Regions from separate parts of the Sus scrofa genome. Here regions 2 and 3 are each linked to region 1. The links are chromatin contacts, called in public Hi-C maps. All regions are on one chromosome and are shown on one strand. Each heading gives the region's core, a stretch centred on a gene start, on an enhancer-like site or on the middle of the called end of the contact. The rest is flanking DNA. Distances are from core to core; before and after follow the strand shown. Region 1 overlaps LRRC24 (leucine-rich repeat-containing protein 24). Region 2 holds the start of BOP1 (ribosome biogenesis protein BOP1). Region 3 holds the start of TMEM249 (transmembrane protein 249).

Region 1 (2,534 bases), core at 21-2,520:
ACAGGTAAGCTCTTTCTAGGGGCAAAGCCATCTTCTTTGTCCACAGCGGAGGCAGTAGAGAGCAGGCCCCGCTGTGGAGGGACCTCTAATGGCAGCGCCCGGGAGGACCACACCATCACTCATAGCCCTGAGAGAAGGCTGCTAAAAATAGGGGTGCTGGTAGGGTCACCGTTTGGAGACCCTGCCTAAGGAAGACTGAAAAACTACTAAAGTCCCTAAACAGACTGGACAGAGCTGAGCGGCTTCCACACTTTGGGGCCAGAAGGCAGGCAGGCAAAAATTGGAAAAACAGCCCAGGACTGGGGACACTTCCCGGAGACAGCACATGAAGACTAGGCTAACAAACTCCTGCAAGGTAGCGCTGGTGGGATGTCCATGTGGACAGAGGAGTTTCCCCCCAATAAAGCTACCTGTAGCAGGGAGAGACATCAGAGGAGCTGGGGGACGGGGACACAACACATTCTAAGGAGTTTGGGGTCAGAGAAGGAGTGGCAGGGGTCCCCCATTCTGGGAGGAAAGAAAGGGACTCCTGCTCTGGCCAGCAACCCTAACCACACAGGATGTGTTCTGGAACCACTCCTTAACTTCCTGCCCACCGCTGCTCTGCCCGCAGAGAACCCATGGCGCTGTGACTGTGCCCTGCACTGGCTAGGAGCCTGGATCAAAGAAGGGGGGCAGCGGCTGCTCAGCTTCAGGGACAAGAAGATCACATGTGCAGAGCCCCCCCGCCTGGCACTTCAGAATCTCCTGGACGTGTCTGGCAGCAGCCTCATCTGCATCCCACCCTCTGTGCATGTGGAGCCGCTGGAGGTGACAGCCAACCTGGGTGAGGACCTGCGGGTTGCCTGCCAGGCTTCCGGCTACCCCCAGCCCCTGGTGACCTGGAGAAAGGTGGCCCAGCCTCGTGGGGGGCCGCTGCGGGCCCAGGCCCAACCAGAAGGTGGGGTGCCGGGCCCAGGTGGGCTCGGGGCCTCCGACACCGGCAGCGGCATGCTCTTCCTCACCAACATCACCCTCGCCCATGCCGGCAAGTACGAGTGCGAGGCCTCCAACGCCGGCGGCGCCGCCCGCGTGCCCTTCCAGCTCCTGGTCAACTTGTCCCGCCAGCAGCAGCTGGCGCCCGCGCCGCCCCCGGTTGCCGGCCCCGTCAGCCACGAGCCCCTGCCCGAGGCGGGCAGCATGGCCTTCCGCGCCCTGGGCCTGGCCACGCAGACCGCCATCGCGGCGGCCATCGCGCTGCTGGCGCTCACGGCGCTGCTGCTGGCGACCATGATCTGCCGCAGGCGGCGCCGGCGCAAAAAGGCGCCGGGCCCTCCGGGGGAGGGCGCGCTCTTCGTCAACGACTACTCGGACGGGCCCTGCACCTTCGCGCAGCTCGAGGAGTTCCGCGACGAGCGGGGCCACGAGATGTTCGTCATCGACCGCTCTAAGCCGCTCTTCGCCGAAGGCCCGGCGGAGGCGGGCGAAGGGACGGCAGCCGGGCCCGCGCAGGGGCTCCCGCTGCAGCCTCCAGCCGCCTACGAGATCCACTGCTGAGGGGCGGGCCGCGCGCCGATGACGTCGGGGCCGCGGATTGGCCGGCGCGACTCGCTCCGCGCATGCTCCCGCGCGGTCAGTAAAGGGTGGAAGCTGCGTGCGCACTGTGCTGCGAGCCGTGTGTGTGTGTGGGGGGGGCGCGTGGGGCGCGGGGCGCGGGGCTCAAGCACCTGGGCAGGCAAGCTCCGCGGACGGACGGAGTCCTGGGGTGCGAGCCGAGGGCGGCCGAGGTAGCTCCCAACAGCCCCACAGAGGCCCTCCCTCCGGAACAGACCCCTCCCCAAAACATCCGACCTACAGCTCGGTACGTCCACCTCCGGCCCCGCCTCCTGCTGGAAGAGCCTGGACCTCGGCGAGGTGGAAGGTGCGACAGACTGTGCAGAAGCCTAGGGATGGGAAGAGGCAACAGACCGGAAGACGTTACCCGACAGCCAGGCTAGGAGTGACAGACAGCAGAGCAGAAGACAAGTCACTTGGACCAATTAGGACAGAAAAAATAGCCACAGATTTAAGTTCTAAACACACTGCACGTTTGTACCTTAATGACACCCCCTGGCCCCAAAACCCAGCCAACAGGCGGCCTCCTGGGTATCAGGGCAGTGAGAACAATAAGCGGCCCCAGAGAGCGTGGGGGCCCAGCCCTCGTTGAAGCAAGCCCCTGCCCCACTTCAGCCCCCCAGAGCAGTCTGCTCTTGGGATGGCCCAGAGGAAAACATCCTCTCTCAGGTCACAGACCCCAGGATCATTCCAAGGAGAGAACCAGGACACCAAAGGGCAGCCAAGAGCAGCCAAACCAAGCAGGGCCTTGCAGGCCTGGAATCCAGCCCCGGGCCCACAGATATTCAGCCCGTTGGGGGAGCAGGAGCAGGACAAACTGTGCAGGGTGCTGCAGAAAGCATGGGAGGCTTGAGGTGCTCCCGGGAGCAAAGAAATCAGACTGTGCCTTTTTGTCAGGCTTCCAGCAGAGGCCCAGTGAAGGCTTTGCCTACCCAAGGGGC
Region 2 (2,534 bases), core at 26-2,525, 200 kb after region 1:
GGAATGCAGCACGGTTTCTGGTCTCCTCAAAGGGACAAGTGGAACGAGAGAACGTGGCCTCCAGCTCTGGGCTCCTTTCAGCCCAGACTGCTCTTCCTTTCCAAGGGCTCAGCAGGATGACAGGCAACAACTCAGTGGGGTCCAAGAAATCCAGCGTTTGGGCGCTCAGGAGAGTAAGCACGTTTGGAGGCGCCCGGAGCCTGCCTACGACTACGGTGGCCTAGGCCACCCCCCTGCCAGCCGCGAGCCGTGGCTCCGACCTGCCCCACCTCGACGTCACAGCCAGGACGTCCATCTCCAAGTCCAACCTCCGCAAACTGGAGTTGTCCAGCCTGCGGAGTCAGACCATGTAAATCACCTGCCCGCTGCCAGGCAACGGGAGACAGGGCGTGAATAAAGTCGCGCACAGAGCAAGAAACACGAGTCGCTCTTGGGAAAGCAGCTCTGGGATCTGGACCCGGGCTCGAGACCAGCCTGAACTTTATGACGTTGTGCTTTCTGTTTTCGCTCCCTCTCCTTTCGAACTAGAGAAACGCCCTCCAGTTCCAGGGCCGAGACTTGATTTACCCTGAATAACTGCCCACCACACCACTGGAACTCTGGGGCCACCGGGGCCCAGCGTCCACTAGCGAAGCCGGGGGCTGTTCTAAGCACAGACGCGTCCCGCAGTCGTCCCACAGGCAGCAAGCGCAAGCCCACGGAGGCAGAAGCCCTTCCTACCCAACGCGGGAGAGCGGCGTGGACAGGAGCGACCTCCAGCGGGCCTGCGACGCTTCTCCCCGCACTACCCCCTGCTCCCCACCCCCACACCGGGCCTGCGAGGCGGGGTCCGGGCCTGCCCGTCCTGGGCCCCCGCGCCGCGGCCTCCCCGCCCCGGGCCGGCGCCCTCGGCCCCTCACCGGGCTCCAGCAGATAAGCGCGTCCGTGTCCGGGTCGCTCACGAGAGTCCAGAGCTTGGTCAGGAAGGCCGGGACGTTGCTGGGCCCCGCCGCGCCCGGGCCCACGGGCAGATCCATACCGGGCAAGGTGGGAGAGGCGGAGGCGGGACCGCGAGGAGGGGCTGAGGGCCGGGCTAGCGCCGCTGCCGCGCCTGCCGCCCGGGCCGCGCGCCGCCGCCCGCTGCGCACACACGGCCCCGGGGCCTGGCATGGCCGCCGCCATCTTGCGACGGGCGCGCTCCCGCCGGCGCCGCCCGCGTCCCACGGCGCGCGCACGCACACCGGCCCCCGTCCCGCCCGGCGCCCTCTGACCCCGCGGGCCCGCCCCCAGGCCCACGCGGTCGCGTCGCTGCCGGAAGTGGCGGCGCAGGGCAGACCGGCGGGCGGCATGGCGGGACCTCAGGGCGCGCGGCGCGTGGCGGTGGCCGGGACGCGGCCCGGGAAGCGGATGCTGGAGCCGGGGCGGGAGCCGGAGGAGGTGACGCGGGAGCGGGAGCGGGAGCGGGGGGGGGCGGCGGGGCTGGGCCGCGGCACCGGCCGGGGAGCGATCCCGCCCAGCGCCCGGCGGGCCTGGGAATGCGAGGAGGGAGGGGTCTCCTGTCCTCCGCCCCGGCGGCCTTGCGGGGGCGTCCTGGGCAGGGAGCTGGCTGGCGGTTGTGTGGGTCGGAAGAAGGTCTGGGCCGGAGAGAATAAGGAAGGAGAGCCGGCGTCCTGCGCAGCGGTCTTCCTGGGCCTTTGAATTGTCATCTGGGCGCAGAAGATTTGAGCCTGCAGTAGCTGCTTGTATAGCCAAATGTTCCTGACACGTTAGACGTTGTAGAAGAGGAAACGAGGATGAGAAAGCAGCGCCTGCTGCACTGGACGGCCCGTTTTAGCTGGACTCATGCTCTTCCTGTCCAGCGGAACCCCAGCCGCGCTGTGGGGGTGTCATCAAATCTCATCAAATCTCGGTGGTAGAAAGCCATAGCAGGCTTGTGCAGTCGAGCCTCGCAGCTGGGACTCCACGTTGCTGGTTTATCAGGCTGCCCCTTCACTTGTGACAAGTGCTCGTGGTGCTCCCTGGCCGGCAGGCAGCTCTGGGCACCATGCTCACCCACTTGTAGTGCTTTTGCCTCTGTATTCATCAGCGGCTGTTTGTGTTTGTGCCCAAAACATTTGTGCCATTTTTACTTGCCGTTGTAATTGTGTAGCTAGTTAGGCACGATAGAGTGTGTGCTGAGTGCTGTTTGGTAGCTGCTCCGTGCAGGCTGTCCAGTTTGGCGAGAGACTCAGGAACTATTGAAAAACAATGAAATCTAGAATTTTGCCTTCCAATGAATGCTTGCTAAGAGTCTGCAGGTTCTTGTTCCACCGTGCACCCTGTCTGGTGGAGTTAGGGCCGGGGTGGTGTCTGGTGGGCAGAAGTCTGCTCAGAAGCAGCTCTGGTCCTGCGCCACACAGAGCTGGTCACCGACAGTGTGCTCCTTGCAGCCCTCTCTCCCCGGCGCCCCGGCTCCCAGCCTGTCTGACAGCGAGGAGAGTGTGTTCTCAGGCCTGGAAGATTCTGGCAGTGACAGCAGTGAGGAGGAGGACGGGGCCAGCGGCGAGGAGCAGCAC
Region 3 (2,534 bases), core at 13-2,512, 150 kb after region 1:
TCCTGCCTGGCTTGCCAACTCCAGGGGTCTAAAGAGGGAGGCTCATCCCAGCTAAGCCCCTCCCTGGGGTTGGCCTTGGGGATACCAAGGGTACTGGGTTTGGGTCTTGAGGAAGGTAGGTGTCAAAGCCAGCTGTGCTGGCCTGGCTCTGCCAGGGGTGGGGGAGGACCCTGGATCTCCTGCAGGCCAGTGACCGCACCCCCCCACTTCCTGCCCTGCCCCCACAGCTCAGTGATCAGCAACTGCCCAGGTCTGCGGTACCTCAACCTGGAGTCCTGCCGCTGCCTTCCGAGGGGCCTGAAACGGGCCTACAGGGGCCCAGAGGAAATCCGGTGGTGCCTGGAGCAACTGCTCACCAGCCTACCCGCTCCAAGCTAGGCAGCTCCAGGCAGCCCTGCCGGCCCACCTTCCCATTTGGGAAGTCTGAGCACTTGGTTACAAGAAAACATTTTAGGAGTTCCCGTCGTGGCGCAGTGGTTAACGAATCTGACGAGGAACCGTGAGGTTGCGGGCTCCATCCCTGGCCTTGCTCAGTGGGTAAAGGATCTGGCGTTGCCGTGAGCTGTGGTGTAGGTTGCAGGCGCGGCTCGGATCCTGCCTCGCTGTGGTGTAGGCTGGCAACTGCAGCTCTGATTAGACCCCTAGCCTGGGAACCCCCATATGCCACAAGTGTGGCCCTATAAAAGACAAAAAGTAAAAAGCAAAAATAAAACATTTTTAGGGGAGTTCCTGTCCTGGCTCAGTGGTAATGAACCCGACTAGTATCCATGAGGACACAGGTTCGATCCCTGCCCTCGCTCAATGGGTTATGGATCTGGCATTGCCATGAGCTGTGGTTTAGTTTACAGAGATGGGGCTCAGATCTGGTGTGGCTGTAGTGTGGGCCGGCAGCTGTAGCTCCGACTGGACCCCTAGCCTGGGAGCTTCCATATGCTGCTGGTGCGGCCCTAAAAAGAGAGAAAAAAAAAACAAACCTTTTTTTTAGGAACTCTAGTGTGATTTCTGGGATCAGGGTCGGGGGACAGGGGCTGTCCCTGAGGGAACTAGGTAGGGCTGGCCCAGAAGCCCCCCAGGGCTTCTGAGTCTGCCCGAGGCTGTGTCCTGCCCGCTCACTCCTGGGCTCAGACTCTTGGACTGAACGTGTGTGTGTGTGTGTGTGTGTGTTTTCCACCCGCAGGGGCACTAAGGTGAGTTGCCTGTAATTGTATGTGAGGCTCTGACCTGAGCAGAGGTGGCAGTGGAGGGAGAGGCCAGGCTCAGCCATGGGGTTCACTGTGGGGCACCTGCCTGCAGTTTTCTCTCCAGCCGAGGCCTGGGAGTGTCCCATTACCCCCCTGTCGGGTGAGGACTGTGAACCAGGCCAGTGGGGTAGGGACCAGCTGGGAAGAGCAGCCCTTGGCGGGGCCAGCCTGTGACTCCCTGGAGAAGGGATGACCATCCGGACGGCCCTTCTAGAACCCGCCTCCCAGAGCTTCTAGAACCCCGGCAGCCCCATCTGGACGGCCACCTGGTGTGGCTCCCCTGCCATTGCCTGAGCGTCTCCTTCCCGACCGTGGTGCTGGAGGCTGTTTTCTCCCAGTACTCTCCTCCAGCGCGGCTGTGGGCAGCGGGCAGTGGCCACAGACGCCGCCCAGCCGACCGTCTGTACCTGACCCAGGTCCCCAAGGGCCAGATCAGCAGCCTGCCCACGACCTCGGGCGGCAAGCCCTTCCAACTCTGGGCCCTAGGACTCTTCTGCACCGAGCGAAACCTGGCCAAGCGCCTCAAGAGCAATTGTTTCTACCCGTTCACGCAGCTGCAGCCCAACGGTGCGCGCGGGGCGCCGCGGGGGCGGGGGCGGGGCCTGGGATCTGAGCGGGGCGGGCCGTGGTGAGGGGCGGGGCCAGGGCCCGGGGGGGCGCTAGAACCGCAGGCTGGACGCACCCCGCGGCCCGGGGCCCTGCGCGAGGCCGGCGGATCCAGGCCCGAGCCCTGGCACTGCCACCTCGGGCTGCGCGAGGGGCCCGCTAGCCTCACGCGCCTCGCCGCACCGCCCCCAGTCTTCGTGCTCGAGTACTACCTGGACACGCTGTGGAAGGGGACCCTGCTCTTCGCCGTCTGCCTCTTGCTCATCAGCTTCGGCCTCGTGAGCCAGGTCTGAGCTCCCGGGCCCGCCCCCCAGGACCTTCCGCCCCTGAGGGCGGGGCCCGCCGCACGGCGCTCCGCCCCCCGGCCCCGCGGCGGCTCAGAAGGCCCCGGCTGCGCCCCCCGCAGGTGCAGAAGCAGGAGACTTGGGGCTTCCCTGCCTTCGGCATGGGCGTGGGCCTGTGGCTCACGATCTCGTCACTGCCGCGGCGCCGCCTAGTGCTGAACCACACGCTCGGCATGTACCACTTCTCCATCCAGGGCCGCACCGTGTGTCAGGGCCCCATGCACCTGGTCTATGTGCGCCTGGCGCTCAGCTCCGATGGTGAGGCATGGGGCGGGCGGCAATCTGAGGGACACCACGCAAGCGAAGGGGAAACCTCGTGGGGTGGGGAGGGGCGGGCAGGTGG

What was found. A called contact is a pair of places that touch in the nucleus more often than the background predicts.
Region 2: a Hi-C map of liver shows a contact between it and region 1, with 2.3 times the contacts expected there. The contact joins the promoter of BOP1 here to the enhancer-like site in region 1. A contact is called at or near these places in 1 of 5 promoter capture datasets (fetal liver), 2 of 47 Hi-C or Micro-C datasets (embryonic fibroblasts and liver) and 1 of 2 datasets of contacts at active chromatin or transcription factors (alveolar macrophages).
Region 3: a Hi-C map of liver shows a contact between it and region 1, with 5 times the contacts expected there. The contact joins the promoter of TMEM249 here to the enhancer-like site in region 1. A contact is called at or near these places in 3 of 5 promoter capture datasets (fetal liver, fetal skeletal muscle and liver), 15 of 47 Hi-C or Micro-C datasets (alveolar macrophages, blood, embryonic fibroblasts and 9 more) and 2 of 2 datasets of contacts at active chromatin or transcription factors (alveolar macrophages and skeletal muscle).

What each region holds. Positions count from the first base shown.
Region 1 is chr4:280,946-283,479 of Sscrofa11.1, forward strand. It overlaps LRRC24 (leucine-rich repeat-containing protein 24), which reads left to right. Exons shown (of 5, transcript XM_003125437.3): 4 at 1-4; 5 at 614-1,644. The coding sequence ends at 1,536. It overlaps LRRC14 (leucine-rich repeat-containing protein 14), which reads right to left. Exons shown (of 6, transcript XR_002343662.1): 5 at 1,835-2,534. Among named protein-coding and RNA genes, the nearest start is that of LRRC24, 4.6 kb to the left of the region's middle. Within about 2 kb of position 1,271, at least 60 of the 83 cell types and tissues checked have an H3K27ac peak or open chromatin away from gene starts, as enhancers often do. A contact at or near this core is called in alveolar macrophages, embryonic fibroblasts, fetal liver and 6 more, where this site is marked.
Region 2 is chr4:485,287-487,820 of Sscrofa11.1, forward strand. BOP1 (ribosome biogenesis protein BOP1) reads left to right here and starts at 1,276. Exons shown (of 16, transcript XM_013988007.2): 1 at 1,276-1,416; 2 at 2,409-2,534. The coding sequence starts at 1,327. It overlaps HSF1 (heat shock transcription factor 1), which reads right to left and starts at 1,179. Exons shown (of 13, transcript NM_001243819.1): 1 at 900-1,179. The coding sequence starts at 1,016.
Region 3 is chr4:427,077-429,610 of Sscrofa11.1, forward strand. It overlaps TMEM249 (transmembrane protein 249), which reads left to right and starts at 1,263. Exons shown (of 6, transcript XM_005662816.2): 1 at 1,263-1,274; 2 at 1,373-1,808; 3 at 2,040-2,134; 4 at 2,254-2,449. The coding sequence starts at 1,263. It overlaps FBXL6 (F-box/LRR-repeat protein 6), which reads left to right. Exons shown (of 9, transcript XM_013996410.2): 9 at 228-722. The coding sequence ends at 378. It also overlaps a transcript of SLC52A2 not described here.